Linked DNA regions of Hordeum vulgare: region 2 is linked to region 1. A link is a contact called in public Hi-C data. All regions are on one chromosome and are shown on one strand. Each heading gives the region's core, a stretch centred on a gene start, on an enhancer-like site or on the middle of the called end of the contact. The rest is flanking DNA. Distances are from core to core; before and after follow the strand shown. Region 1 holds the start of LOC123404229 (tyrosine-sulfated glycopeptide receptor 1-like). Region 2 holds the start of LOC123404642 (titin).

Evidence for each region. Hi-C and Micro-C count contacts between places; a contact is called where the count stands out from the background.
Region 2: a contact with region 1 is called in a Hi-C map of seedling, with 4 times the contacts expected there. The contact joins the promoter of LOC123404642 here to the promoter of LOC123404229 in region 1. A contact is called at or near these places in 2 of 6 Hi-C or Micro-C datasets (leaf and seedling).

Annotation. Positions count from the first base shown.
Region 1 is chr6H:80,197,080-80,201,212 of MorexV3_pseudomolecules_assembly, forward strand. It overlaps LOC123404229 (tyrosine-sulfated glycopeptide receptor 1-like), which reads right to left and starts at 2,329. Exons shown (of 1, transcript XM_045098143.1): 1 at 1-2,329. The coding sequence starts at 1,474. It overlaps LOC123404232 (a long non-coding RNA gene), which reads left to right. Exons shown (of 2, transcript XR_006611694.1): 2 at 2,338-2,968.
Region 2 is chr6H:80,767,211-80,771,343 of MorexV3_pseudomolecules_assembly, forward strand. It overlaps LOC123404642 (titin), which reads right to left and starts at 2,120. Exons shown (of 4, transcript XM_045098579.1): 1 at 1-2,120. The coding sequence starts at 2,050.

The DNA.
Region 1 (4,133 bases), core at 1,079-3,578:
ATCCTCCGACGCTAAAAACCTGAAGATTTTCAAAACCATCAATCATGTCATCCTCTGGCATGATTTCTCTCCTGAAGTTGAGCGCAATAAGCAGGGTCGTAAGATTCCTGCATCTCTTAAGGATATGAAGTGCACTTCTGATATTTGTAAGATTGTTGTTAGTAAATGACAGGAATGAGAGGGACTTCAGATTGCCTATCTTTTCTGACAGCTGGCCATAGAACATATTGGAAGATAGCCGCAGTGCAGTTAGATTTCTGCATGAGTAGATGCTTTCCGGAATTTTGCCAGTGAAGATGTTGTGCATAAGATCTAAAGTTTGTAGATTGGGTAGGTTGGAGAAATTGACCTTGGCGAGTTCTCCGCTGAAATTGTTGCTCTTGAAGTCGATGGTCATGAGATTTGTGCAGTTGGTCAGACTTGGTGGCAGCTCCCCATACATGTTGTTGTTGTTTAAATGGAGTTCCTCCAATCTCTTGAGATGACCTATAGACTCTGGAATCTTGCCGCTGATGATGTTGTCTCCAAGATTAAGAGTACCCAGATTTTCGAGTTTGGCTATAAGTGAGCCTTGAAGCCTTCCTTGTAATCTGTTCCCAGGAAAGGAGAGGAATTCTAACAAGCTAGCATTGAAGAGTTCGTCTGGGAGAGTCCCGCTGAGGTTGTTGTGGCCAGCCTTGAGCACTCTGAGCACGGAGCAGCTACCAAGTTCAGGGGGGATGCTCCCTCTGAATTGGTTGTAGCAGAGTTCGAGCACTGCCAAGGATGGCGAGCTGGCACAGAAATGAGTTGGTAGCTGCCCAGTAAAGCTGTTGTTGCTGGCATTGAGTGCAACCAGATTTTTCATCCCCTGCCATGTGGAGGACGGAAACTGTCCTGTAAACAAATTGCTCGAGATGTTCAGTACCTTCAGTGGCCGGGCATGGGCAGACGACAACTCGTGCAGCTCTCCTCCGAGACGGTTAAAGCTGACATCTAAGATGAGGATGCTGCTGGAGGATACCAGTTCCTGCGGTAGACCACCTGATAGCAGATTATTCGACAGGTTGAGGCGCAACAATCCAGTGATGTTCCCAAGAGAAGGTGTGATGTGCCCCTGAAGACTCCTAGAAGCCAGCAAGACATCCGTAACAATCCCATCTGTGCTGCAGGTGATCCCTTCCCACTGGCAGCAATCTGAGCCATTCTTCCATGACACAGCGAGGCCACCATCACGTGAGAGCCCGCCGAGGAACTGAAGAAGGGAGCCCTTCTCCTGCTGCATGCAGGAACTCGTAGGAGAGGCCAAGCATATCAGCAGCACAAGAGCAAGGCCAAGGGAAGGTATGTGCCCTATCTTGTATGTCTTGTTGGGAAAATGGAGTGTCTGCATGGTTTCTGGTGAGCTTATGTTGTCCCCTGACTGGATAAAGCACCAATGGTGGTCTAACCATGAAAGAGCATGACAGGGAAAGAAAGGAGATCTTGCTTCCATTTGTTCTGCCCCTCGTAGTCATAGACCCAGTCACCATGAATAATTTGGGTCAAGAAAATTGGATTTTACACAACTGCCCCCAGCCCACCAGACAGCTTCCTAGTTCGCACTGATGTTTCAGTGCTTCACTATTATTGGTTGCATGCTGTAATCTACTACAAGTCAACTACCCATTCTTCCGTGCAAAAAATAAACTGCACTGTAGATTTTCCAGTCATCCTCAATCTTTGATGATTTTTTTTTCGGGAAAACGCAAAGACTTTGTGTTTCATTTCATTGAATAGAAGGAGAGTTTAGCAGTACAGGTCTCCGAGCAGGAGAGATACAGGATCAAAATGCAAGAAAATTAGTGTACGCCCCAGTCCCAGGCCAGTGGCGCCTGCCCGGACCCAGAGTGTAGCCTCGTCTTTGATTCTCGCCATGAGCTGGGTTGAGGATGGTTGTGCGGCGTCGAACACGCAGGCATTCCGCTGCTTCCAGATCATCCACGCCGCAAGTGGACCGCCGATGCAAGCCCTTTTTGCATTGGCCGCGGCGTGGCCTGTTTGGCTTGCCGCCACCAGTCCTTTAGGTTGTCGTCCTGGGTCGGGTCAGGCGGAGCCAAGAGAGGGCATTGTGCCAAATTTGCCGAGAGAAGGGGCACGCAACTAGCAGGTGGTACATCGTTTCCGGCTCCTGATCGCATAGGACACACCAGGGGTGGTGCTGCATGCCGTGGCAGCTCAGTCTGTCAGTGGTCCAGCAATGGTCCAAGTTGGCCAGCCACAACATGCCTTAGTTTACTTGCCCTGACATCACTCTCTTACCGGCTTCACTAAACAAATCTAACCTGTACCCACATCCTTTGCCTTTTTGGTGAACAGGAAAAGCCGTCTTCTGAAAAAAACAGTTGGTAAAGATATGCAAAATATTCAGCCGGAGAGATGTTGCATGGGGAGATCATTTCCGAAAGGTGCTTGCGATCTAGAGCAAACATGGGTGTCTCAATCAGTGTGTGGATAAACGCAAGTGGAGGGCAAGAAGAAGTGCAAATATGTATTGAATGAGCGCGGTAGATGGTTGACCTGCTGGAGTGATGGGTATCTGTTCTCGGTTCCATCCTCTTGACCTGAAGCATGAACTTCCTTATCAGTTATCATGCGTGCGAGCTTCGGCTGATGGATACATTTGCTGTTCTTTTTCCATTCTTCTGGCTCCACCGGCGCACTATTATTTGTGAACCATGGACTGTGGTTTTCATCTGAATTTGGAAGCTGTTCAAAGTAAACTGGGTAGCGTGTGAGCCCTGGCACTGGAAGGCCGGCTGGTTATCACTTGGCTCTGATGCTTGTGGTTGTGGAAGTGCTTGAGCTGTGTGGAATAATTTTTCCATACTTTAGTTGAATACACTTGGTGTTGTTTTTTTGCGGGAGTTGAATAATTGATCTTGTTTTTTGTGGGAGTTGAATAATTGATGTTAAGAATCATATTTGTTTTCTAGTAGTACTACGCCTAGTTCAGTGCGTGGCTGATGATGTGCTGATGCTAGCTGCACTGTATCATTATTATTTCTTAGATGATGTACTCTATCATTGATCCATGTACATGTGGTTAATGATTTTGCTCTCTGGTTGAGGAAAAAAATATAGCAAGTGGCTGATGCTCTCCATAATTAAGGCCTGCAGCAGTGCATTCTTTTGTACCCTTTTGTATTTATCCCAATATATAAGGGGTTTCCTGCATATAGTCCACCACCTGTACATGTATATATACTGGCCTATGGTCTCGTGGAAATACAAGTTGCTTTTCTAACATGGTATTAGAGCCTAGGTTCTTTTTTCGCACGCGCAACTCGTGCTCTTCCCGATGTAATCTTCCCCATCTGGTGCCGGACCTCGTCCCGCTCGCCTCGTCATGAGATTCTCGTTGCGTCGCGTCGACCCCATCCCGCTCGTCTCGTCCCGCTCTCACGTGGAGGAGTTTCGGTCGAGGCGGCTCCAATCCCGCCCCAATCGGAGTTCCAGCCGAGGCGGCTCCAATCTCCAGTCGAGGCAGCTCCACTCTCGTCCCAAATTGACGTGGCTCGCATCCAATCGACGTTGGCAGATCGAGGCGGTTCCCAGTACGCCCCCTATCGGTGAATACTCACAACATATGCCATAGGTAGGCTAAAGTCGGTGAGAACCGAGGGGACAAAGGTGGACGCTGGGAACGAGGTTGGTACACGCATGGGACGCACGATGTACCCAGGTTCAGGGCTCTCCGTACAGATAATACCCCTAAACCTGCCGGAGTGTTTGATGTATATGAACAGAGTACAATGTCGCTCCTGGAGCTGTGTTGGGAGGAGGAAGAGGGGAGCAGCCGGCTCGTCTCTACCTCTCTCTCTGTGGTTGGTGAATGTGTTGTGTCGAATGACTGGTGAATGATCGGCCCCCCTGCATGGAGGGCGACCGGGGGGTTTTATAGACGAACCCGCCAGCCTACAATATGGATAAAGGGTACAAGTGTGGGACCCGGCTGGCCAGGGGCCCACAGGAATCTTGTCTTATCGCTGGGGGACCCGCCGGCTGCATGGTCTCGATTGCTTGTGGGACCCACCGGCTGGCCAATGAGGCTCTCGCGTAAGGTTGACGCCGAGCACGCGATGTACGTCAAACGTCGCCCCGCGAGATTCTTC
Region 2 (4,133 bases), core at 870-3,369, 570 kb after region 1:
CCACACGCTTGCGCTCCTTTTTAATCGTCGCGGTCATGGCCTCCTCCCCCTGCTTTTCCTCCAAGGTGGGATTTTGGGCAAAAGACAGTGCAGCCACCTTCTGCTCCTTACGCATCTTTCTCTTCCCTATCTTCACCGCCGCCCCCGCCTCTCCCAACGTTATAATTTCGGGAGCAGGTGACTGAAGGAATGGGGCAGCGAGTTTGGGCACGGAGACATGGCTGGGGTGAAGTGGCAACGGCAAGTTGCTGGATGGTTCCAGCCCCCTCCTCTGCTTCCGTTTCTTGGTCACCTTCACCTCCTGCTCCTGAATTGGAGTTTCAGCAGCAACAAATGTCTGCTGCACGCACTTGCACTTTTTCTTCTTCTTCGCCATCATGGCCTCCTCCCCATGCTCCTCCTCAAATGTAGGATTTTGGGCAAAAGGCAACACATCCAACTTGTGCTCTTTACTAGGCCTGTTCCTCTCCCTTATCATCGCCGCGGCCTCTGCCAACGTTAGGATTTCGGGCGCCGGGGGCTGAAGGAGTGGGGCAGCTGGTAGAGGGTTACAGGCATGGCCGAGGTGAAATGGCAATGGCGAGTTGCCTGATGGCTCCTGGGATTGGTCAGATGGTTGTTTCTTGATCATCTTCATCTCCTGCTCCCGAATTGGGGCCTCAGCAGCAACATATGTAGAAGGAGATAGAAACCTCTGCTCCAAGCGCTTGTGCTCCTTCTTCTTCTTCTTCCCTCGCTCCTCCTCAAAGGTAGGATTTGGGGCAAAAGGCAACACATCCAACTTGAGCTCTTTACTAGGCATGTTCTTCTCCCTTATCATCCCCGCAGCCTCTGCCAACGTTAGGATTTCGGGCGCCGGGGGCTGAAGGCGTGGGGCAGCTGGTAGAGGGTTACAGGCATGGCCGAGGTGAAGTGGCAACGGCGAGTTGCCTGATGGCTCCTGGGATTGGTCGGATGATTGTTTCTTGATCATCTTCATCTCCTGCTCCCGAATTGGGGCCTCAGCAGCAACAGCTGTAGAAGGAGATAGAAACCTCTGCTCCACACGCTTGTGCTTCTTCTTCTTCCCTCGCTCCTCCTCAAAGGTAGGATTTGGGGCAAAAGGAAGCGCCTCCACCTTGTGCTCTTTACTAGGCCTGTTCATCTCCCTTATCATCGCCGCCGCCTCTGTCAACGTTAGGATTTCGGGCGCCGGGGGCTGAAGGAGTGGGGCAGCTGGTAGAGGGTTACAGGCATGGCCGAGGTGAAGTGGCAATGGCGAGTTGCCTGATGGCTCCTGGGATTGGTCGGATGGTTGTTTCTTGATAATCTTCATCTCCTGCTCCCGAATTGGGGCCTCAGCAGCAACAGATGTAGAAGGAGATAGAAACCTCTGCTCCACACGCTTGTGCTCCTTCTTCTTCTTCTTCCCTCGCTCCTCCTCAAAGGTAGGATTTTGGGCAAAAGGCAACACATCCAACCTGTGCTCTTTACTAGGCCTGTTCCTCTCCCTTATCATCGCCACCGCCTCTGTCAACGTTAGGATTTCGGGAGCGGGGGAGCGAAGGCATGGGTTACAGGCATGACCGGAGTGAAGTGGCAACGGCGATTTGCCCCATGGCTCCTGCTCCTGCTCCTGCTCCATCCTCCTCTTCCGTTTTTTCTTTGTCACCTTCCCCTCCGGCTCCAAGATCGGGGCTTTAGCGGCGGAGGCACAAGGAGATGACGGCATAATCTCCTTCCTCCTCTGCTGCTTCTTCTTCGTCGTCGCCATCCCGGCCCCCTCCTCCCCCTCTTCCAAATTAGGTTTTGGGGGAAGAAGCGGTGAGGCCGCCTTCTGCTCCTTACGGATCTTCCTCTCCTTGGTCGCCGCCGCCCCCGCCTCTTGCGGGATTGGGGTTCCGGGAGCCGGGGATTGGGTTGGGGTTTGAAGGAACGGGGCAGCAGGCAGGGATTCGGAGGCATGGGGAGACTGCGACCGAGCCACCCCCACCTCCACGTGCTTCAGCTTCGGCTTCTTCTTCTTCTTCTGCCGCGTCGCCACACTCTCCGCCGCCTCCGCCGTGGACATTGGTGATGCGGGATTGGACCTTTCCCCTCCCCACTCTCGCTCGGAATGGGCGAATTTTTCTCTACCCAAATCCTACGCTCTTTTTTTAGGTGGGTTGGGTGGATGGGCACAACTATACCTAGCATTACTCGGGCCGGGCCAGGCCGGGCAAAAAAAGCCTGACGCTAAAAACCCAGGCATCGGAACTAAATTTTAGGCCCAAGCCTGGGCCGAACCAAAAAAAACCCGATATGCCTAGCCTATGCGTGACATAATTTTATTTTTTTCATAGACTCAAGCCCGGCCCGAACTGATCATCGGGTTCAACTTTTTGGCTCAAGCTCGGTCCGATGGGACAAATAGGCCCGGCCCAGTTCGGAATTTTTGGGTCAGGTCGGGTCGGGCTGCCCATGCCCAAGTATAGATACAACACTCATCCTGCATGTTTTTTAACATAGTACAATACACGTAATCGTTCATCTAAACACGCATACATTCATCTTATGAACGCATACACACATCCTATCTCTATGAGCATCTCTGAAAGATTGAGCTAATATATCATCTTGAGATTTACAAAGTCATCGTAGACGTCTCGTCGTCGACAAGAACGTCTCCTACCATTAAATGTGCATCACCGGATATCCTGAAATAAATCCAAGAAAATTGCGAGCATCGGGTCTTGATCTCTGATGGGATGAGGATATCACTGTCATGTAACCATCCAACCACATGTTGGTTCGCACACTCATCCTTGCATGTTAGTTTAGGGGAGTGTCTATGCTTCAGTGGATTGTAGAAACAAGATATATAGTGACTTCCAATCCCAGTGATTTAAGCTGTCGGGATCCCGATCCTAAGTCATATAATTTTAGCATGTAACACATCATATCACTTTGCGTCCTCACGCACGATAATTTCCACAACTGTCACCTTATCTTGGTTGGGACTGTTTACGTCTTTCGGCTCACGTATATGAATATGTCGCTAGAAATCATACGTCAAAAAACCCGGGTCGACGTGACTATTTATACACCTAGTGGAACAACCATACAGGAACAAACATATATAACTCAACAATGCATGTGTCGGTCATCAGCATGTGTAAACGAGTCGTAGCAAGCTACAAGGACTTCATTACATCGCGTGACATTCTGTCATTGATACGTCTCCAACGTATCTATAATTTTTTATGGTTTCATGCTATTATCTTGACAAACTTTGGATGTTTTGCATGCCTTTTATTTACTTTCTGGGACTAACTTATTAATTCAGTGCTGTAGCGACCCGACTCAAGACGAGTCAAGCCTCTGGTGTTTCTGTACCATCCCAAGATCATGCTGGTACACACATAGTACATAATGTATATATTCAAGAGTGCAATCACACAGCTTTATTAATCGAAATCTCATAAATAGTACTTTATTACAATAAAGGATTACAATAAAGTGGCTGAAGGCCAACTCATGAGATTATCTAACGAAGACTAAGCGGAAGCATCAGGTAGACGAGTCCATCCGACTCCAAGGGCATGTCGCTGAGCGTAGATCGTAGCCTCACTCCTGGTCGGAAAAGTACTCTGCAACATGATACGTTGCAGCCGTGTAGGTCAGCATAATGAATATGCCGGCAAATCATCAAAGAGAGGGAGTAAAATAATAATCAACTATCTCTTCATGCATATTTGGCCGGTGGAGCTAAGTTTTGCATAAAGCCAGTTTTATCCTACAACAAAAGGGGTTGAAAGCAAAATATTACTACATAGTTTGTTGTTAACGAGATGGTTCCGCCAACCAGTTCTCGTACCCGAATAGTTGTTAACACCCATATCATTATTAAGTTGTGTCGAGAGTTCAGGGGAAATTCAATGCCTTCGGCTCAAGTTGTCCATGACCGTGGACACGGCTAATCGATTAGGTTGGGTACTCTGAAGAGTTTTGCACACGTTCCCCACAAGATTTGATCGCCTCCGGGTTTGTCCTCGCACTTCAGGGTGTTTGAAGACCGGATGATCAAAACATGGTCTTTCAACGGGTCCCTCTGAATCCCTGTCGGTGCCCATCCATTCCTACCGTTCGTCTACATCTGCTAGCACCGCATGTCC